2 separate regions of the Mus musculus genome follow, and region 2 is linked to region 1. A link is a contact called in public Hi-C data. All regions are on one chromosome and are shown on one strand. The core of a region is the stretch at or near the end of the contact, and the rest is flanking DNA. Distances in the headings are between cores, read along the strand shown.

Region 1 (5,446 bases), core at 1,935-4,434:
CTATAGTTGACTATTTAAATTCCATATAGACCCAGGCCCAGTGGAAGAAACACCGCATAACCATCTTTCTTGATTGTAAGAACCAAATTTAGTTACTTTCTTCGTTTTTATATCTTCACCACAACTCAATTGATTCTCAGTACATTTTTGCCTAAATAATTGTTTTTACATCCACATGACTCATCTTTGTATCTCCCCAAATCCGAAAACAATAGCATTAAACAGTATGAGTTGTTTGGCATAAATGACATACTAAAAGATTCCTTGGGTCTCTAAACACCTATGATGCACTTGCTTGCTTACCACAAGAGCAATTATTTATTAAACTTTCACAGTTATTCTGAAACTTTGGTGGATAGCACGTACACCAAAATGGCCAAAACTGACTGCTTTTGAAAACCTAAATCTCCATTGTAGATTTTTGAAAAGCAACCAAGCCCATGGGGTGTCATTAAATTATGATTAATAGTGACAAGAAATGCAGTGTAACTATAATAAAGAGGTCTACTTTAGACTATATTGTCCTTACCAAACAGGGATGGTGAGTCCCTGTAATGGTAATACTTAAGAAAGCTGAGCCAATGCAATGTAAATTGAAGCCTACATAATTAATCCCAGGCCCGTATGAACTACAAAGCAAGATCTTGAAAGAAAATCAGAGAAATCCTAAGGAATGGCCAGAAAGTCCGTCAGTGGTTCTCAGCCTCCTGATCCTGTGACCCTTTCATACAGTTCCCCATGCTGTGATGTTCCCCAACTATAAAAATATCTTCATTGCTAATTGATCACTGTAATTTTGCTACTGTTATAAATTGTAATGTAAATATCTGATATGCAGGATATCTCATATGTGACCTCTGTAGGGTTATTTGACTTCCCTTAGGGGTCACAACCCACAGGTGGAGAACTGCTGGCCTAAGTTAAAAACACAAATTGAATGCAGATAGTTGGAGGGCAGAATTTTATGGGAGTGAGAAACGTGTATGAAGACTGCATGGGTATGAAGTTGGTGCTTCCAAGAGCAACATAAGGTTACTATACTTTTAAAAAGTTAGCAATCAGTCCAGTCGGAGAACGTGTTTCATAAGAGGTATGCAGAAACCAATTTACAGAGACAGTGCTGGATGTGTTTGATCCTGCATCCTTCAAGTGCTTCCCTGGGTGCTGCAGAGAGGCCAGCATCATGGATACAGCTCAATTTTCAAAATACACTGTCTTAGTTAGTCACTGTGACCAAGCCAACTTATAGAAGACAGAATTTATTGGTGCTTACAGTTTCAGAGGGTGAGTCCATGATGGGGTGGGGAACGTGGCACCAGACAGCTCAGGCCTGGCAATGAAGCAGCAGAGGAGAACTTTCATCTGATCCATAAACATGAATCAGAGAAAGAGCCAGAGAACTACCTAGGAATACCATGGGCTTTGTAACCTCAAAGAACACCCCAGTGACACACCTCCTTCAACAACGCCACACCTTCCAATCCTTTCCAAGCAGTTCTCCCCATTAGGAACCAAGCTTTCAAATAAATGTCCCAATGGAGGATAATCTCATTCAAACTATCACATGTTCTCTGACTGAATGGAGGCAGTGTCAAACTAAAAGCAAATTTTGAGACCAGTTCAGCAGGGAAGCACCCACACTGTCCTTGCCGCTATCTGCAAACCTTCACTTCTGAATTTCTCTCCTGCTCACCTTCAGAAGGCCTTTTCCTCTCAATTGCTTCCTGTCCGGCCTTCTTGTGACTGAACCATGGACCCCTCTTCCCGACCTTACACTTTCTGTCTCCCATCCTCTCATGTCTTCTTAAAAGATAACACCTGTATTTCTGTCTTTGGCTTTGGAATTTCAGTCATAATCTATATGACCAAATTGTTGTTGTTGCTTCACATAGTTTTAGAAATTATGACAGAGACCAACTGTGATTAGCCATTGGTATCAGCTTAAGGACTTTGCAAAGCACAGAGTCCCTAGGTTTGCTTGTCATTGTTTCCAATCAGTAGGCCTGTGGTGTGGCTGAGACATTTGTGTCCTTAAATAAATAACCCGGAATAATACCAAAGACCATCCATGTTTCAGCACCCTTGCCTGTCACACAATAATCAAGTTCATATCACACCACTTTAGTTCAAATGATTTCTAACACCTTTAGCTTCCAGAGATCACTTGCAAGACATGCTGCCATGCCTATTTGGAAGTCATCAACCAACAATTTTTCAATGATTCTTTTCTTTCAAGACAGGTCAACTTCTTTTCTGTGGTGCCTTAATATTTGCCGTTTATAGACCAAAGACACCTGTTCTCTGTGAAAGAGAACTGTTTTTTCAAATTTAAAATTGCAACACGGGATTTTTCTAAATCCTGCAGCCCCGTTTTTATTAGCAGATTGATACCAGTTGTGCACAGTCCTGGCAATAACAAGAAGCAATGTGCTCCTGCTTCCTATTAAGAAAAACAACGTTTCCTGATTTCTTATTACTCACTTGCTTATAAGGTTAAGGTATCAGGTAATGTGAGAGAACTGAAGGGCATAAGCTTATGTGATCTGCTAGAACCAAAGGAAACAAGAGCAAATTCAAAAACTCTGCGCTCCCAAATTTCTAGTCTTCTGTTTCTCGCCTAGAGTCATACTACCTCCCACACCGCACATGTTGTAAACTTTATGCGGCCCATCTGTTAAGGAGTTTGTTTTCCAAATTTGCAGGGGCTTGGCTCTTCTGGACTGAGTACCAGAACTAAATGTGACACAGATTTTTTTTTTCCCTGCTTAATAATTTTCAATCGCAAGGGCACTGATGTCGGAAAAGGTCAGGGGAAAGGAGGCAAGCACCGCAGGAGCGCACTGACTGTTAAACGGCAGGACATAGGCAAGCACATACTTAGCATCCGCCATGATGACAGGCATAGCTGTGCTCAGGGGATGTTGCATTTTTCAGGTTGGTTGTGGGATAAATGTGGGCACAGCTCGGCATTTAAAATGAGGCAGACTCAGACCACGATGTTTCCTCACAGTTAATGCAGAGACCATAGATAATAATTATGTTGCTGAGCCCACAGAGAATTTTTACGACTGATCCTCTATTAAACTGGCAAAACAAGAGGATAATGTCTCCAGCACTAACAAGTTGGCAGGGAAGTCGCTGGCAGCTCCTCCCACTGATGTTCCATCTGTGTGAGCCTTCAGCAGGATCCAGGATATTGTTTCCCTACACAGGTTGTTCCTGCAGTATAATCAAGAGAGACTGAGTGTAGATAGCTTTATTGTTTTTGAAAAAAAAAAATCACTGCCACTTCAGGGTAAGCAGCTCCTGGGCTGGGCACCCTCAGTTAAGTCTTGCTAGGAAGAAGCAGCCATGCGGTGACGTCAGCAGGAAAAGAACCATTTCGAAGCACCGGCTTGTCCAAACGACGTGAAGTCGCAGGAGAAGAAGAACTGCTTCAGAGCAGGATTCATTTTAGAAAATCCTTTTGAGTCCCTTAATCGAAACTTAAAAAATTGCTTTTGTTTAAAAATACCATTTTTGCTGGTGGCTAATAACAGAGCGCGTTTGCCCAACCTTGACTCTCCTCCGGTGTCCTGGTTACTGGCTCAGATTTTCCTCTTAAAAAATAACAGTTAAATGTTGAGGGAGAAAGATCTGTGAAGGCAAAGGGGGTATATAAACCAGCTGAGTCAAATCCTGAGTCAAACTCCTGTGTCAAACTCCTGTCATGACGTCTGTCATTGTACACTTGGCATGCGATGCAGAAATGGCCTCTGGACAAGCCAGGCAGCTGCCTCCATAGATTTCCTAAATACTCTTCTGATATTTAAGACATATTTTAATAATGAATTTACTGCATATTGTGTCTTATCCATTGTGTGTCCAGAATAGGGTCTCACTGGACATACTTTCTTGCTCTGATAATGGAAATGGATTCTAAGTCATCACTTAGATGAGGGAGAATGTTAAGCTAGTCAACCCTGCACAAACACATGGTACCACATACAACTCACTTTGGCAGAGGATTATATGTAAATCGCAGGTAAAATAGGCAACATCATGGTGCTTGTTTGCGCCAGCCTGGTTGTCCATATTTAATAGATTTGAATCTCACCCCAGGAAAGAAATACTATTATTATACCCTGTTTTTCAGATGAGGGGATCGAGGCTTAAAAGTAGTTAAACTTGCCTAAGACCTACCCCCTAGTAAGCGGATATCTTTATAAAGCTCAAGTTCTCCAGCCCTACTCTGGGTGGGACAACTAAAGGAGGCCTTGCAATTCTGCTGAGCCATTTTTAAACCATCTCTAAGACCTTACCAAAAAAATCAGCATAAATCAGACAAAGGCGGTTTTCGTCATCTAGTGCATGGGTCCTCCTCCATAGCATTCGCTTTAAATTCATTTCCATTGGTTAAAGGGGTTCACAAAATGATCTCCTTCTCTCTTGTCTTTATGTATTCATCCCCACACTCCTACCATACATTGGTTCAAGCCCCTCTCCAGCGCCAAATGAGATAGAAACAAAGAAAAATATCAAAGCTGTGAGAGACGCCAACAAGCATCTACAAGGTTAGTCCTTCCCTGGAAATTTCCATCATTGTCTGATTCACTCAGCAACTCTTGCTCATCTAAGCACAGGACCAGCAGAGCTTTTCCCTACCTGCGGCACCCTTGTTGTTTCCTACTGTCCTTTTTTCGGGGTTACAGCTCACTATATTGGGTGGGTTGGTGAGCAGGGGGAGGGGAATAGGGAGGGGATTTTCGGAGGGGAAACCAGGAAAGGGGATAACATTTGAAATGTAAATAAATTATCTAATAGAAGAAGAAGAAGAAGAAGAAGAAGAAGAAGAAGAAGAAGAAGAAGAAGAAGAAGAAGAAGGAGGAGGAGGAGGAGGAGGAGGAGGAGGAGGAGGAGGAGGAGGAGGAGGAGGAGGAGGAGGAGGAGGAGAAGGAGAAGGAGAAGGAGAAGGAGAAGGAGAAGAAGAAGAGGAGGAGGAGGAGGAGGAGGAGGAGGAGGAGGAGGAAGACCCTATTTAATTACATCAAGACCTCATTCCCATGCAACTCACCCGAGGACCAAAAGGGGTCTTTTAATTATTGAATATTCTTAGGTGCATTGGAGGGACTCCCATTCAATGTGTATTCTGAACGAATTAATGATTTCACGAGGCCTTCATTTTACAAAGGAAAGAATTTGCACTGGAGGTAGAGATGATGGCTTGCTTCCTGCTACCAATTCATTAGTCAGTGGTAGAGCTGAGGGTCAGCTCCCATAGTTTCCACCATGAATGCTGAGGTCTCCAGAGCTGTCATCAACCCCGACTGTTTAAATACCTGGAGACAAGTGCACAGCATCCATACCCTTGCCCTCTCTATTATGCCTGCACTCTGCCATGCTTCCGTAGCTCTGGATACAAAGGTACACCTTTCTCTTACCTAGATCAGGTGCCTACATCAGGAAT
Region 2 (5,446 bases), core at 975-3,474, 160 kb after region 1:
TGCCCAATGTAGTGCTTTAGAATACAGTGCTCTAACCACCGTTCAACTCTGCGTTTTCTTCTACTTTATCAATTCTCTGATGATCCCACAGCCTGATCTCTTTTGCCTTTGGTTCCACCACATTAAATTACAAAGCCAGGGCATGAAAACGTGTGTGGTAAAGAAAAACAAGGATGCCATGACTATAGCTGAGTAAAACTATCATAAAGTAAAATGAGAACAGAGAGAATTAGAGAAGATTTATTCACTGTTCCCAAGTCTGTCCATCCAATCATAAAGGAGAATAGTGGCTTCTGAGGGATGTGAAAAAAAATCAATCAACACTCTATGTAACGTATGGCACCAAACTAATTTCTCCTCTCCTCTCCTCTCCTCTCCTCTCCTCTCCTCTCCTCTCCTCTCCTCTCCTCTCCTCTCCTCTCCTCTCCTCTCCTCTCCTCTCCTCTCCTCTCCTCTCCTCTCCTCTTCTCTCTCTCTCTCTCTCTCTCTCTCTCTCTCTCTCTCTCTTTTTCTCTCTTCCCCCTCTCCCCCAATCTCCCCACCTCCGACCCCTCCAAAACAAAATGCCATTTTGGAGAGCTCACGGGCATTGTCTTCAGGTTGACCAACCGGCATATAATCCCACTTCCTTCTGCCATTCCCCTTACTAACTCAGCAAACATTAAGAGTTTATTTATTCCCTTTGGACTTCACAATTCTCATCTTAAATGAGAAATAATCATCCTGCTAAATCAGGTCTGAGCATCACAATTCAAGCAAACAAGACTAGCCGGAACTGCCATGTAGACAAAGCGCTGTAGCTGGGATGGGACTCTGAAAGCTGTAGGTCCTGTATCAGTCACCCTCACATACTGCATCTTGTTTTGTTCCTGTGATGCTCAGAAGTTCAGCAGAACGGGATGAATGAGAATGCCTGAAAAATGGGTGAATGTTTGTGTTTTCTACTGCACCCTACAAATAATTGTTGAGTGCTTATTATCTGTGCTACATTATAATTTTAATAGAGGTATCAATGTTTCCTTTCTTCCAATGCAAGGTAGCATTTATGTCTTTCACCAGAGCACTTCCCTTCCCTGCTTATAATTCTAGCAAGCAATCATAGCTATAGAAAGATAATGGCTAATAATGATGATGTTGGTAGTAATAATAATATAAGTTGCCCAGGATTCTTTTGAAATAATCATTTTTAGCAATAAGTTCCAAACAATAAAAGTCATTTCAGACTCTAGGATGCATCAACAGCCCACATGAATGATGTACTTATGGAGACAGACTGGAGGAACAACCGAGAGTCTGGCTATATTGCCAAGAAAGTAAGGCAAACCCAGACAATGAATTTAGAGTATTTGATCTACTTAGTAAGAGTAGGCAAAGACTAGAGACTCTTCGTCTAGTGTGATTGAATTCATGTCTCTGTATTATTACTCAAAACCCTTAAGTTTTATAAATGAATGCCACATTGTTGATCTATAGACTATTGAGTCGTTCTTGCATAATACCCCCAGGCCCGCTGGAGTCTCGCAGGCTGCACTCGCAATCTTAAAACCTAGCTTTGTCGTATGACACAGGGGAATAATGACAGAGCAAATGCTCCTTATAATTAATAAGGCCCAAGAAAAACCACACAATGGTGCTGTTATTGCCATCATTTGTTGGCACAGATAAAATGCTGCTGGAGCTATGTGTATGATTTACCTAGTTGCAAAGCACTGGGTTCCAGGCTAAGGCGTAAGAGTGAGTGCCGCCACTAACGGACAGTTTGCTCTGGTTTAGAAGAGTTGTTAGGAATATTGGCAAAAGAAACATGGAGACAGTGGGAAGAGAGAGAGGGGGGTGAAAAGAGAGATACAGGAAGAAGCTTTTCAAATTCCCTGCATCGTCTACAGTGAAGCCAACTCACAGCGAAACCTGTGACCATGATTCCAAAGTCTCGGGCCAAATCCACAGGCTACTTACTAAGCCATCTAATTACCATCCCCGCATGTCGTTCTTCTCATTAATCAGGGAACTAACCAAAGCCTCGACATCATACAGTGGCCAAATGGCTAACGGAAGGAGCAGAGTCACTGTGACAAGCGTAGGCAGCTACCCAGTGGGACAGCATGCTGACCGCTGAGAAGCAACGGCCTTGTGGTCCAACCTGCTTTGCCATGGACAGAGCAGAGCCTGAGAGCAAGAGAAGCCTGCAGACCATGAGAGAATCGGGCACTTCCCTGGGCAGGAGGCATGTTTGGGTGCAGCACAGGGCCATTAGAGGGCTGGCTGCTCAGCATGGAAGACACATGCGTACAGGGTGTACCCTTCAGCCTGCTCAGCAGCCCTTACCCACATGGATGGGCATGCCATCTGTGGTAGCATTTTGAATGGTGGTGGTTTGTTCTTTTTGCTTTCTCTTAACTCAAGGAGCAAAGATTCATATATGGTATAAGATATGGGTATATAAACACACACACACACACAGAGAGAGAGAGAGAGAGAGAGAGAGAGAGAGAGAGAGAGAGAGAGAGAGAGAGTCAAATGTTGCTTTTGCAAAACACAAACTTGATGCCTCTGCTGAACTCAACGAGTTCTCTTGAATTTAAAACTGATTCCCTTGGCAAGCAATCGTCTGCTTTCACAACTTGGCGGAATATTTTCAGATCGCAGCATATTTCCTTTTGTTTCAGTGACGACTGGTTCATTACATACATCAGTGAGATGGCGTGTTTTCTGTCTGGGCCCAACTGAAGCTGAATCTTTAATGAGGAGAAAGTGGGAAATGAGGGCAATATTAAAATACAGAGTTCCCTTTGTGATCTGCTTCTGGCCCTTTGTCCATCCACCTTGGGAACCATCTTTTTGCATTGAGGGATGCTTAGCAACCAGCAGATTTTTAACAACCAAATAAGTATGTGTTCCTGCTGAGCCACAAAAATCAGAATGTTATTGTTTACCCTTCCTAGTCACTTAGGCTGAAATACTGCACTAATCTTATGCGAACCTTGGGAAGATAGACACGTGATGTCTTCTCTGCTGCCACATAGATACTAGCAACTCTGACTAATCTTGCAGTGATTGGTAATATCACACTATGCAGTGTTTCCTGCCCCACAGGCCTTTATTATGCAGAAGAAATGTTGAATCTCATTAAATATGGATGTCATTGCACATGTTTCCTGAGTGCATAGCTTCTTGCTTGTTTGATTGTTTCCATGACCAGAGATTGAACCAGAGCCTTGAACCTGCCAGATTTGTGCTCTACCACTATTCTAAGTTGTCTTTGTAAGATATTAGAAAGTTCTCCAAGGGGAAGAAATGCCTCTCTTGAAAAATAAAATAATAAATAAAATCAGATCAGGCTTACACAGCAAAACATTAAAATGGTAGCTTAAAGAGACAGAAATATATTCCTCCGGAGACTGAGAAAATCCAAGATGGAGGCATTTGCAGACTCAAGGTGTAGTGAAGGTTCATTCCCTAAACAGTACCTTCTCTTGTGTTTTCACAAGAGAAGGAAGGGGTGAACCAGCTCCCTCCTATGAGGCCACTAATAACACCTGGGATGTTTCTGCCTTAACCCTTTACTCCCCTCTCAAAGGACTCCTTCCTAACACTGTCAACTTAAAAGTCTCTAGTTCGAAACAGGAAGTTTGGAGGAAACCAAACCATGCCTGTCACAGTGCACACTCATCTAAATGTTTTCTTTGTCAGACCTAGGTGAGCTTAGGAACATGGTCAATGTGTTTCTGTTTCATAACCTGGCAATTATTGATTTATCTTATTTCATCAAGGCTTCTAGTTTTTCCTCATGAAACAGGCTTAGCCTTGTATTAGGAATCAATCTTAATGGTGGTCCCAAAATTTGCTTTTCAACCCTCCAATTTTTTTCCATAAAGAGATAGAAGCAAAGAACCTAAACCCAAATCAAACTTTTTTTTTTTTCAGGAAAATTTAGAGGGTGTGCCATTTTCTTTCTTGTTTTTTTTTTTAATTGGTTTATTTATTCACTTTATAGCCCAGTCACCACACCTCCTCTTCTCCTTCCAGTCCTATCCTCACAAACCCTTCCCCCATCACCCCTCTGGTTCTCCTCCAAGAAAGGGAAGCCCCACTTCAGTATGACCTTGGGATATCAAGTCACAGCAGGACTAGGCACATCCTTTTGCACTGAGGCCTGACCAATGAGGCCCTACAAGTAGGGGAAGGTGATCCAATGGCAGGCAATAGAGTCAAGAGACGGGTCTTGCTCCAACTATTGGGGGATCCATGTGAAAACCATATTTATCATTGCCCCATTTTTTAGTGGTTCCCTCTTGGATGTAGCAAGCACAATCTTTGACTGATGGCTTTCTCTTTCATTATTTATTTAGTCAACAAGTATTTGCCGAATCACTGCTGCATGAAAGCATTATTCTAAATGTTAGTATGGATTTAACACATCATCATTTTCTTTGAAAGGCTCAGTCAAGGTATAATGGGAAATGTCAAGGATACTCATGAAGATATATGCCATGGACCAATGTTTTGTATTTGCAAAAAGTACCAGTGTATTTGCAAAGTATTCCATTAGCAAAGAGAGGGGGTGATTGGAATAACTACTAAGAAGTCCCACAGGATAAGTGGGAATATGAAATTTAAGGCATGAGTAAGAAGTCTGAAAATCCATTAGTTGAGTCAATAAATATTTATTCAGTATCTACTTCTCAAGGCTGTCCAGAACACAAGTGATTTGACAGTGAACAGATTATTTTCCACACAAGACTTTTATTACACTCAAGTATGACTAATTAAAATATATGTTTAAACTATATTATTTACCAACAATCATGAGATGTGTACATATGAACAAAAATTGAGGAAAAATGAAGAGTATGAACAGTTGGGAGATCTGCAATTTTCATTAAGTTAGCTAAGGAATCACCTCTGGAAAAGGGGGAGGGAAACTGGAGAGATCACTCAGTAGTTAAGAGTACTTATTGCTATTCTGAAAGACCAGAGTTCAAGTCCCACAACCAAGACTTTACAACTCGCAGTAATTCCAGATTTGGGGATCCAATGCCCTCTTCTGGCCTCTACAAGTACCAAGCACACCCACACATGTCTGTACATGCATGCACATGTGCGTGCACACGCATGCACATGTGCGTGCACACGCACGCACATACAAATCATTCTATTTTAAATGAAGTCACTTCTGAGCAGAACTTTGAAGAAAGAATGAGAAGTTATGCAAATATCTAGGCAAAGTACCTTCCTGGCAGGGCACAGTCCTTGCAAGTCTAGGCTCAGACTTGGTTGCCATGGAAACCAGCATGGCTTAACAGAGTAAAAGGAGGCCCAAGACTTGGCTAGAATTTGAGTCAGAACTTGGGAGATATTCCAGTGAGTTGGGCTTTTCTCTGATTCTTTAGGATGCCAGTGGAGAGCCATTGAATGACGAGCTCTGCCTTCCAGGATAGAGGTAAAG

The links. A called contact is a pair of places that touch in the nucleus more often than the background predicts.
Region 2: a contact with region 1 is called in a Hi-C map of cerebellar granule neurons, with 1.8 times the contacts expected there. The contact joins two enhancer-like sites. A contact is called at or near these places in 1 of 15 datasets of contacts at CTCF or cohesin (pro-B cells), 6 of 484 Hi-C or Micro-C datasets (cerebellar granule neurons, cerebellum, cerebral cortex and 1 more) and 1 of 115 datasets of contacts at active chromatin or transcription factors (bone marrow-derived macrophages).

What each region holds. Positions count from the first base shown.
Region 1 is chr10:98,483,272-98,488,717 of GRCm38.p6, forward strand. No RefSeq gene overlaps it. Among named protein-coding and RNA genes, the nearest start is that of Gm34297, 51 kb to the right of the region's middle. Within about 2 kb of position 3,185, at least 31 of the 459 cell types and tissues checked have an H3K27ac peak or open chromatin away from gene starts, as enhancers often do. A contact at or near this core is called in cerebellar granule neurons and cerebellum, where this site is marked.
Region 2 is chr10:98,643,772-98,649,217 of GRCm38.p6, forward strand. No RefSeq gene overlaps it. Among named protein-coding and RNA genes, the nearest start is that of Gm34297, 110 kb to the left of the region's middle. Within about 2 kb of position 2,225, at least 12 of the 459 cell types and tissues checked have an H3K27ac peak or open chromatin away from gene starts, as enhancers often do. A contact at or near this core is called in cerebellar granule neurons and cerebellum, where this site is marked.